Regions from separate parts of the Gadus morhua genome. Here region 2 is linked to region 1. A link is a contact called in public Hi-C data. All regions are on one chromosome and are shown on one strand. The core of a region is the stretch at or near the end of the contact, and the rest is flanking DNA. Distances in the headings are between cores, read along the strand shown. Region 1 holds the start of tprg1 (tumor protein p63 regulated 1). Region 2 holds the start of smx5.

What was found. A called contact is a pair of places that touch in the nucleus more often than the background predicts.
Region 2: a Hi-C map of gill shows a contact between it and region 1, with 7 times the contacts expected there. The contact joins the promoter of smx5 here to the promoter of tprg1 in region 1. A contact is called at or near these places in 6 of 6 Hi-C or Micro-C datasets (blood, gill, gonad and 2 more).

The regions. Positions count from the first base shown.
Region 1 is chr12:11,988,165-11,993,589 of gadMor3.0, reverse strand. tprg1 (tumor protein p63 regulated 1) reads left to right here and starts at 1,820. Exons shown (of 6, transcript XM_030372235.1): 1 at 1,820-2,026; 2 at 2,324-2,735; 3 at 3,010-3,101; 4 at 4,063-4,239. The coding sequence starts at 2,337.
Region 2 is chr12:12,162,562-12,167,885 of gadMor3.0, reverse strand. smx5 reads left to right here and starts at 3,150. Exons shown (of 5, transcript XM_030372244.1): 1 at 3,150-3,447; 2 at 3,683-3,750; 3 at 4,132-4,162; 4 at 4,266-4,325; 5 at 4,845-5,324. The coding sequence starts at 3,445. The coding sequence ends at 4,970. inpp5d (inositol polyphosphate-5-phosphatase D) reads left to right here. Exons shown (of 27, transcript XM_030372190.1): 23 at 1-31; 24 at 366-426; 25 at 542-697; 26 at 1,150-1,578; 27 at 2,333-2,760. The coding sequence ends at 2,345.

The sequences.
Region 1 (5,425 bases), core at 571-3,070:
ATTGCCAGAACGTACAACGTACAATAATTGCGTAAGAGGGCAGGCTATTCAGAGTCTAGGTGAACTCTGAACAAGTGATTCTTGATGTGAGTCTATTCATGCACATTTTTCCACCCGAACATAAATCGGAGGTCGAATCAAACATCTGTATCAGGGTCTTAGCGATCAGAGGTGCGTGGCCTCAGCCATGAGTGGACTTCACACATCACACATGAGTAGTTCTTGTGTTATTGAACGATTAAATCCCCCACTTCAGAAACTTCTCAGCGTTACTCTAATCAGTGCCGGTTAACTCATTAGTGGTTATGAGCAGATGATTACTCGGCCTAGATACAGAGAAGGAGATGATACTTGAGTTAATTATACTTTAATTAATACTTGTAGGCCTATGTATGAGGCCACAGGAGATTTTTTAAGTTGTGTTTGCGCAACACGTTTAATGGTGAATTAAACTTTGGATGATGTTCAAAATATCACAATGGCGGCAAAGAAACTCGGATCAGAAAAGTGAGATTGGTTGATTTTGGTTTTAGGTTTCTAATCACGCAAGACAAATTCAGCAATACACTTGTACAGTAAAAGGCGAATACAATCATTCTTAAAGGTTTCATTGTGTGACATCTAAATATGGCTTAGCGGAGTCATGGAAATCCCATTATTGAATCCTGTGCATTTAGCTAAAAGCAGCGCGTCAGTAGGCTACGTGGGAGTAGCTTATAGCCTAGCATAAGCACTGAAGGAAAATCTTTCGAAAGCTGTCAACCTTATTCGGATGGGCCCAGATTACAAATGAATGGCTTTTAAACTTCTAGTAAGGCCCAAGAATGGCTGCTTGACAGACGTGTGTGTTAAGGCGTCGAGAACACTACACGCTGTCAGGAGGAATTAGAGTAACGGTGGGAGACGTGCAAAGGCGATATTTCCGTCTTCATTTTCCAGAGTTAGACGGGGAATCTGCGTCGACGTTTCACTTTGTTCCAGCGCTGATGGACTGATTTGGAATTTTAGGAGGAACCTAATCTTAAAAATAATCCCGGAAAATACCGCCTTTGACGAACGTTTGTGTGTGTCTGTTTGTGTATGTGTGTGCATGTGTTTTCACCATTGTTTATTTAACTGGGAATTTAAGCTTGTAGAACAAAGTGTGGTTTATAGCGCTGGAGAAATGCTTAAAATACAACCGATAACCGTACCTTGTTTTATTGATGAGACCGACCATACGCCTAATATTTTAAACGTAAGACCATTGTGACATTCAAGGTAGTATTTCATTTTATTCGATGTTGGCATTTGATATCAGATCAAATTTGAGGTGTAGGCTAATAGCAGCAAATCTCAGAACAAAAAGTGAATATAATAAAACGCAAGTGTTTTTACAATAAAATGGTTAGGGTTTTTTATTCGAACATTAACATTGAATGAAATTAAGTAAAATCGAAGACTGAATTCAATACTATTCCCTACCTGACCAGAAAGGACCATATCAGTAGGTACTTTTGGGGTAGCCTACTCTTCCAGGGGGGGGAATAGCTTCTGTTAACAGAAAGATAACCGTTTACAGATCTAGACACAGCCAGCTAGTCAGACAAACTATACATTCAAGTAAAAACAATATAAAACCTGCAAATATAGATCTTGGGGCTTCACTAAAAAAATAGTAGGGCTTCACTATAAAGTGGCTCAAGAAATATCTGAGGAAATAAATGTTGGCCTACTATAGCAAATAAATCCAAGTGTAATGTAATGTTAGACATTGACCCAGAAACACATGCACTGTCACTGGGCGGAGGCAGTCGGCCAATCGATTGCGTTCAACATCCTGATACAGTCTGGTCATCCGGAATCACGTGAGCTGTGTGCAGAAAGTGATGAAAACAGGAGAAAACAGAGCCTTGGAGAAACGAAAGTGAGCAACAGGCCGTCCCCGCCCCGTCAACCGCTGTCAGGAACCCGGAAGAGAGCACCTGTTCTCTGCGTCTCGGTAGTGCGTTTAGTCTGCGGAAGATCAATAATACTGCTTAGAAAGGTAAGCCTCAGAGACAACATGACAATAAACGGGCTTCATTCGGGTCATAGCTGGGTTAGCTGTTCCAATGATTGAGGGTATTTTAACGTCTACCCTTCCGCGTTTCTTCAACAGTGATTTTACTTTTTGTTCAGAATGTAACATTTAGTGCAATAACCGTGGGAAGGGTGTTTTTAGGATTTTGATAAACCCACTTTACATTTTATTTTCTAAATGTTAGCAAAGCAGCATAAGAGACTGAGGTGAAAAGTATGTTAAACCCGCGAATTCCTCTCCCCAACCAAACCTGTTGCGCAGCCTAACGAGAGCCATGATGAACGTCGAGGATGAGGGGGTCTCCAACGTGGACCTGGGAGACGACAAGGAGGAATTGGTCTCCACCTTAGAACTGGGATCCAATGAGAAGGAAGGGGTCTCCAGCCTTCAACTGGGAGAAGTCAAGGAGGAAGGAGTCTCCACCGTGGATCTGGGATCCAATAAGGAGGAAGGAGTCTCCAGCCTTCACCTGGGAGAGCCGATCTCGCCTGAATCCCCTTCGGTTGATGAAGGTTACCAGCCCGGCTCGCCCTCCATGGGGAGCCCGGAGGACGAGGAAGCTCCTCCCAACAGCACCCCCGTATCTGGCCCGCCGCTCCAGGCCCAGGCTGCTGGGAACCGTTGGGTGTCCGCCCTGGACCAGTTCAAGATGAAGAGGTTCTTTGTGTTGAGGGTGAGAACATCAATGTGTTGTTATGAAAAATAAAGTGTCGATATGAAATGAATAGTTAATATAACTAAGGCCTTAAAAACACATCATTCACTTTTATTTGATCTTACTTTTATCAAATTTAACTCTGTATTATTGTTTGACGAGTCAAAATCAGAGGGGCAAGAATCCCATTTTTTCAATGAACTGCAGAGGTGTGTATTTGAGTGTCCGCTGGAAGAGGTTTTATTGTGAAAAGCCCTCTAATCGGTTCTGTTTCCGGTTCGCTGCGCCGCAGCCCGGCACCCTGACCCAGGCCATCGAGGACATCACGGCCCTGGTGGACAAAGACCAAGATGGCGCCGTCCAGGGCCTGTGGCTCATGGCAGAGTGAGTGTCAGACCGCGTCCTCCCACCAGTTCACCAAACGAAAGCCTGGCTTCTACTTGTCCGGGGTCGATTAAGAAACCCCGTAGGTCGGGAGTTCAACCAGTCCAGCGCGCGGAGGCTGCGGTTGCCATGGGTTACCGGTCCCTCTCGTCCGGGGATGTAAAAGCAGGGCAACGGGACCAGGATGTCTGTACTGCAACGTTCTCCACTTAATTCATGAGGACCGGTGTAGGAGGTTCACATGTATGGGAGTCTTCATCTTCACGTCATTATGGTCACCAGACATCCCTGAGGGAGAGACCTGTGGCGATGCTAGTGGGCTCTGAGTCCCAGCTGGAGAGGTCACGCACACACGGTGTCGAGGCCCGGGGAGTATCATTGGTTTGACCCGGCAGCTGTCTGTTCGTCAGACTAACCTGTTGCATGTCAACAAACTGGGAATCGGTACCCTACCGTTGTCGTGGGCCAAGCAGTTGGACAGCGAGGGAAATAGGGCTGTGTTTATTCAGAAGTTTTGGAATCAAGTCTGGGTTAAAAACACAAGACGGTCTGAGGAAGGCAAACTTGATTGATATTTTACCTAAAAGTTAAAACTAGGTTTCATTCTTTTGTTGTTTATGGTGCTGCTACTGAGTGTCGAGTAGTGCACTTCACTCTTTATACCGGCCAACAAACAGCCATCCCATTCAAACTTTGTTCCCCATTTCAAGAGTTACTCTATGCTCCCTGCATGACTGTCAATTATTACTTCAAATATCTTGTATAACTTGTAACCTATTTATATGCAAAAATAGTAGAGCTGGTTTGCTCCTGTGACGTTCTGGTCTTCTGATGTTCTGGTCTTCCGGTCTCAGGATGTAATTGTTCTCTGAGGTTCTGCTCCTGTGACGCTCAGGTCTTCTGGTCTTCTGATCTTCTGTTCTTGGTTGTGTGTGTGTGTGTGTGTGTGTTCTTTGCTCAGGGTAGACCACTGGAACAACGAACGGGAGCGTGTGGTGGTCCTGACAGACAGAACCCTTCTGGTCTGCAAGTACGACTTTGTGATGCTGAACTGTGAGAGGATCCACCGTATCCCTCTGAACTGCATAGACCGGATCTCCCACGGAGACTTCAGCTTCCCCAAACACTCCCTCCTCACGTGAGTTCCCCAAGCACAGCTAACTATTATGTATTCAAATAATATTCTAACATATCAGTGTTGTACAATAATATTAATACTATGAATAATGTTATAGTTGTTGTAATGTTATGAATAATGTTACAGCGTCCCCCCTTGAAGTATTCATACTCTTATAAAGTTGTAAGTTCCACAATGTCAAATTTAACGCCTTGAAAGGGGTTTGGTTTAATTTGCGTACGTTTTATTTTAATGCAACACTTGAATTGAATTATGTATTCAAAATATTGTGATCAAGTTTATTCACTTCGGATTCTTAGTCGTAACACCTTTTCATCCTTTTGTTTACATTCTTGCATGCACATCATGCTAATGACTAACATTTAGTTGAATGGCTCACGAAACTCTTAATCCATGTTAATGATTATCCATGGCACTCTCATGGCACTTAAACTCTGTAATGTTTATCGCAAGGAATCTGTCCATCTGTGCCACTGGAAACCACGAGTTTGCGTGTCACCATTTGTGTGTGTGTGGGGGGGTGTGTGTGTGGGTGTGGGTGTGGGTGTAGGTACAGGAGCTCTATGTTTGCATAGCTAAGCTCTAATGTTCAGTCACTCCTTCTTATAGTGCACCTGGCAGCAAACCCTCTCCACCCAGAACACAGTAAACATTCAAACACAGGAAACCTTCAAACACATAGGTATTGTGGAGTGGAGGGAACACTATCTGTGGTGGGGACCGTTCTGTCCGGGTTGCTAAACACTTCCTGTTTTGGGTCTACCTGGAGAATAGAGGGCGTGTACCCCTTCTGTCAGCCCTTATTTACATGGTAGAGAGGAAGTAATAGATAATCTGCAGCCTTATTCATACAGAGAAGCACTGTTGAAACCAGGACCCTGTTTTTCCTGTGTACGGGCGATATGGCACGCCAATGAAAGACAATCATTTATGTTTAAGGAAATTGTATAAAAAGGATGTAAAGAAAATGAAGGAGGAACTTCATAACGGGCTTTTCAACTGTAATTGGAGCTAAATGAGTGATGTTGCCAAGGAAACACACAATGCAGAGCTGAGGTCAGACATCGTCTTCAGGACACGATTGGAAGCTCTTAAAGAGATGTGTTTAACGTCTTAGTGAGGCTTCCCAGACACCTATAGTGTAACGCTACGGTGTGTGGTGCATTTCATAGAAAACATCGCTCAT
Region 2 (5,324 bases), core at 1,901-4,400, 170 kb before region 1:
ACCGAGTCCAAGCAGACCGAGAAGCTCTACGGTCAGTCCGCCACGGCATTGGTCGCTTGGTCCTGTTCTGCTCTTGGATTGGCCGATTAGTCCTGCACTGCTGTATTATTGTGCGATTAGTTGTGTACTGCTGTGTGATTGGTCGCTGAGGCGTGAACTGAAGTGTGTTCGGACGATTACCCTTGAAGTCCTGTATCAATGGTTGATTATTCCTGTACTGCTGTGCGATTGGTCGATTACTCCTGTGCTGTTGCGTGATTGGTCGATTACTCCTCTACTGCTGTTTGATTGGTTGGCTACTGTGATGTTCCTCCTTCAACAGATTTATAACTAAGTAAATTGTATTTTTTTTAACATTTATTCAGACTTCATCAAAGTGGAAAAGGACGACCACGGCAGTGCAAAGAGTAAGTCCGGCGAAAACAGGTGAGGAACTCCTTCTTAGGCGGTTTTTAGCGCCAACAGCTGCTCAATATGGAGGCAATTCACCAGCACCGGCCAGGCCGTCACTCTAACCGGACGGTGTTTCCATGGTGACCAGGTCTGCCGTCCCCCATACTCTGGAGATAACCAACCCGAGCTACATGGGCGTGGGCGTCCGGGGCGGCTACGCCACGGACATGGGGTGGAGCTACACGCCCAAGGCCGGGAACATCTCTCCAAAACGTCACGGTCACAGCCGAGCGCCAAACACCCCGTGAGTTCATCCCTCTTGGTAGTTTCAGAGGGCCCCTAGTTCAAGATGGACCCCTGGTTTCAAAGGGCCCCTGTTTAAAACCACCGGCAGTGATGCTGATTGGCCGTTACAAGCCATCTCACAACCTGCCCATAAGTGACATCACAAACGGTGGGAGTGTCCACCACGATGTATGACAGGCAGACCTACCAGACTGTGGGCTGTACCAACTGGTGGGGGGATCTATCCGTCACACATCTGGGTGGACATGCCCACGTACGATGTCACGTGTTGATGACCATCACACCTGGCGGTAATACCGGGCCCCTTTAATTGGACATATATCCAGCAACTTTGTGTTTTTATGCTAAAGTATGATAAACGTGTAAATTATGTGGTTTTTTTTTCCCGTGTCCATCCTTGATGACCTCACCACGCGTCCCTCTCGTGTCCCTCTCTGATGACATCATCAGCGACGAGGCAGAGACCGGAACGGAGATGTTCGACAACCCCCTCTACGCCGCCATGGCAATGCAGTCCCGCAGGGAGCAGGAGCTCCCCCGGTGGGACCCCCCCACCCCGCCCCCAGACGCCCCCAGGTTCCCGCCACCCCCGGACGGCGAGCCCGACCGGGCCCCCAAGCCCACGCCCCGGAACCGATCCTTCACCTGCTCCGAGGGCAAGCCCCCCCCGCTGCCGGCCTCCCTGGCCCCCGGGCCCAAGAGGCCCGTGGTGCCGCAGCGGTCCGAAGGGGGCGTGGTGCTGGCCGCGCCCCGCCCCCCGCTGCCCATCAAGAGGGCCGCCCTCCTGGAGCCCCAGCCCCTCCACAAGCCCCGGGAGCCCCGCGACCAGCACACCAGGGCCCCCGCCAGACCCAGCCAGTCCCTGCCTGCCAACAAGCAGTAGGTAAGGCTAGTGTTACCGCTAGTGCTACTGCTAAAGCTACTGCTAATCCTAATGTTACTGCTACTGCTAGTTCTACTGCTAATGCTAATGCTACTGCTAGTTCTACTGCTAATGCTACTGCTAATTCTACTGCTAATGCTACTGCTAGTTCTACTGCAAATGCTACTGCTAATGCTACTGCTAGTACTACTGCTAACGCTACTGCTAATGCTACTGCTAGTTCTACTGATAATGCTACTACTAATGCTACTGCTAATGATACTGCTAATGCTACTGCTAGTATTACTGCTAACGCAACTGCTAACGCTACTGCTAACGCTACTGTAAATGCTATTGCTAGTACTACTGCCAATGATACTGCTAGTGCTACTGCTACTGCTAAGGCTACTGCTAATGCTAGTACTACTGCTAATGCTACTGCTAATAACATTGCTAATGCTACTGCTAGTAACATTGTTAATGCTACTGCTAATAACATTGTTAATGCTACTGCTAGCAGTACCGCACTATGCTGTATCATAGACCCACCTAGCTCCGCTGGGACAAACAGTGAGCACTGCTAGTACACTGCTAATGGTACTGCTAGTACACTGCTAATGCTACTGCTAGTATCGTATTATAGACCTATCCCTGCTAGGACAGTGCTAGGCACTGCTAGTACACTGCTAATGCTACGGCTAGTTTGTATTCAACTATGATGATGATGGTGATGATAACGATAATAACTGTAATATCCTTTTCTCCCTTTAGTGCACGTGAGTGAGGCTTGTGTGCATCAGGGCAGTCTCCCTGACGTGGACCTGTGACAACATCGGCCTCTATCTTGAAAGAACTTCTTTGTACAGTGTATTCATGTGAAAATGTTTTATTTGCTTTAATTCGAAGAAATATTTCATTTATGATTGATCACAGTTTGTTACTGTTGGGACAGGTTCTGGGCTGGAATGTTTAATTGTTTAATAATAGATCTTTCTGAGAACACAGCACAATACGAATGTTTTTTTTTTTCCTTTGATAATACGTATTTGTTTGATGAAATTAAGACAAATATTTCTCTAAACTGAAGTTTAGAGAAAATAATTAACTTTCCTCCCAAAAATGAGGCAAAATATATTGTACATAGTGATTCTACCTCTTAATAAAAATGTGTAAACTTCAATAAACTTTTTTTGATTCGATTTTTCTAAACTTTTAAAGATGATTTAGAGAAGATTTAAAACATATTATCTAAGTGTAATTTTATTTTTATTATCTATTATTTTCGGTGAAACTCGCTGCTCATTTCAGTTGACTCAACACCGCTCCAGGCTAGCTGCTGACCAATCAGGGCATGTGATTGGTTCCGGGAATCCATCTTGCTTGTCAATCACAGGTGCATGAAATGTAACACTTCTTAATGGTGGAGAAATAGAACAAGGAAGGGAGCAGAGAGGGGGGGAGTCTTGTTTTGTTCTCTAGTTTCAAAATCTCTTACTTTCTTTAGTTATTTTCTGTTCATTCTATCTGTGTCAAATGATTCAAATCATGCCTAGATCATCTAAGACATTTACCTCTTTCTCCATAAAAAGATAGGGATTAAAATACTTTGATTACTAAATAGTAATGCTGTGTTAGGGTGCTTTAGGTAAAGTCCTCGTCTCCTAACTTCTAGTTTCATAAAATCTTTAAAGTTTCCGTGAGATATCAGAACTTCTGGAAGTTACATGGAAACATTAGAACGGACCCCAAGCGGTGGTGTGGCGCCATCTGGTGGAGGTCTTTTTCCAACGCACCTTATGTTCCGCCGCTGAAATATGACGTCTTATTGAACGTCATCAGGCCGAGACGCCAGTCAACCAAACGATTGAAAAGGCGCCGGGACAATGGTGAGCATGTTTTAACTTTTATCTAATTCATTCATTGTTTCGGACCCAGGCTATTGTTGCAGTGAAGCCCTCATGTGTTTCATAGTGGAGAGCGTCCACCTGCGACGTGGTTTCGCTACTCATGGTGGCTGTTGGGTTCCCCCGCGTTGTTGCTCTCCCGGTCCATCATATTGAAGCCTAACGTTGATTCATAAACCATGATTTTCTAAATAAAGAAACTTATTTGTTTCCCCAGCTTTTCTACTCGTTCTTCAAGTCGTTGGTGGGGAAGGATGTGGTGGTGGAGCTGAAGAATGACCTCAGGTCGGTGACGCTGCCGCCGGCCTGTCAAAAGTGTCTTAATCATGTGTCCCATCTAATGATGTCTTAATAGTGTATCCTCCTGTTGGTCTATTTAAGACGGTCGTGAAACTATTGTTCCATCTGTTTTCCAAAATACTAATTTTTCCAACTAAAGAGTAACTTTGTGCTATCTGGACAAAATAAGTTTGCTCCTAAAACAACGACGCTCCACGTGAAGCCTCGTTAACAACCGTCACACAATCCGCCATTACCGTAAAATCTGATCTAAACATCAGCAGCGAACACAATGTGCATGCCTGCTAACCTCGCGGGCTGTTTAGGCGTTGGGATGCAGCTCTAGTTCTGTTTCTCAAACTTTCTCTCCACAACTTGTGTTCTCAGCATCTGTGGGACCCTCCACTCCGTCGACCAGGTGGGTTTGGAGATTAGTGAACATTGTTTTTTTCATTGATTATCGCTTCGTTAATATGATCCTTGACTAATGTTGTCGTCCTGTTTCCTTTCCCTTTGTGCAGTACCTGAACATCAAGCTGACAGACATCAGCGTCACGGACCCAGAGAAGTACCCCCACATGGTGAGACCATCTCCTCTGCTCCACACTCGCCCTAACGCCCTCAAGAGTAGAAGAATGACTATAGAATGCGATCATTAACGTAACGTACACAATTGCTTCAACTTGAACGTACGCATTAAGCAAATCGTACGCATCAAATAAAACGTAAACATTGTACACTTTATGTAAAAATTAATTGTACACTTTATGTAATGAGTAATCGTACACCTTATGTAAAAAGTAATTGTACACCTTATGTAAAAAGTAAATGTACTTTATGCAAAAAGTAACCGTACCCCTCATGTAAATAGTAACCATACTTCAGTAATCGTACACCTTATGTAAAAGGTAAACGTGCGCATAACGAAAAACGTAAACGACGTACACATTCGATAAAACCACGTACACAAGCTAAAAAGAACAACAAAATGCATGACGTATTATCCTCGCTGTTGTAAACTGTGTGAAGTCAACGTTGGTACGTAGTTGACCCCGTGACCTTGCGTGACGCGTTCCTTTTGGCTCCCCCCCCACCCCCAGCTGTCGGTGAAGAACTGCTTCATCCGTGGCTCGGTGGTGCGCTACGTCCAGCTGCCCGCCGACGAGGTAGACACGCAGCTGCTGCAGGACGCGGCCCGCAAGGAGGCCATGCAGCAGAAACAGTGATGGCTCCCGGCCGTCGCCACGGCGACGAGGAGGAGGAGGGGGGGGGAGCGTTGGGTTGTCGTGGTCGCAGGCGGAGGTTGGACCGCTCCACTCTGGAGGGGGGAGAGGGGTCGGACCGCTCCACTCTGGAGGGGGAGAGGGGTCGGACCGCTCCACTCTGGAGGGGGAGAGGGGTCGGACCGCTCCACTCTGAAGGAGGAGAGGGGTCGGACCGCTCCACTCTGGAGGGGGAGAGGGGTCGGACCGCTCCACTCTGGAGGGGGAGAGGGGTCGGACCGCTCCACTCTGGAGGGGGAGAGGGGTGTCTACCAGTATGGGGAGGGTGTTCTCGGACCACCGCTTGTGTTTCATTTC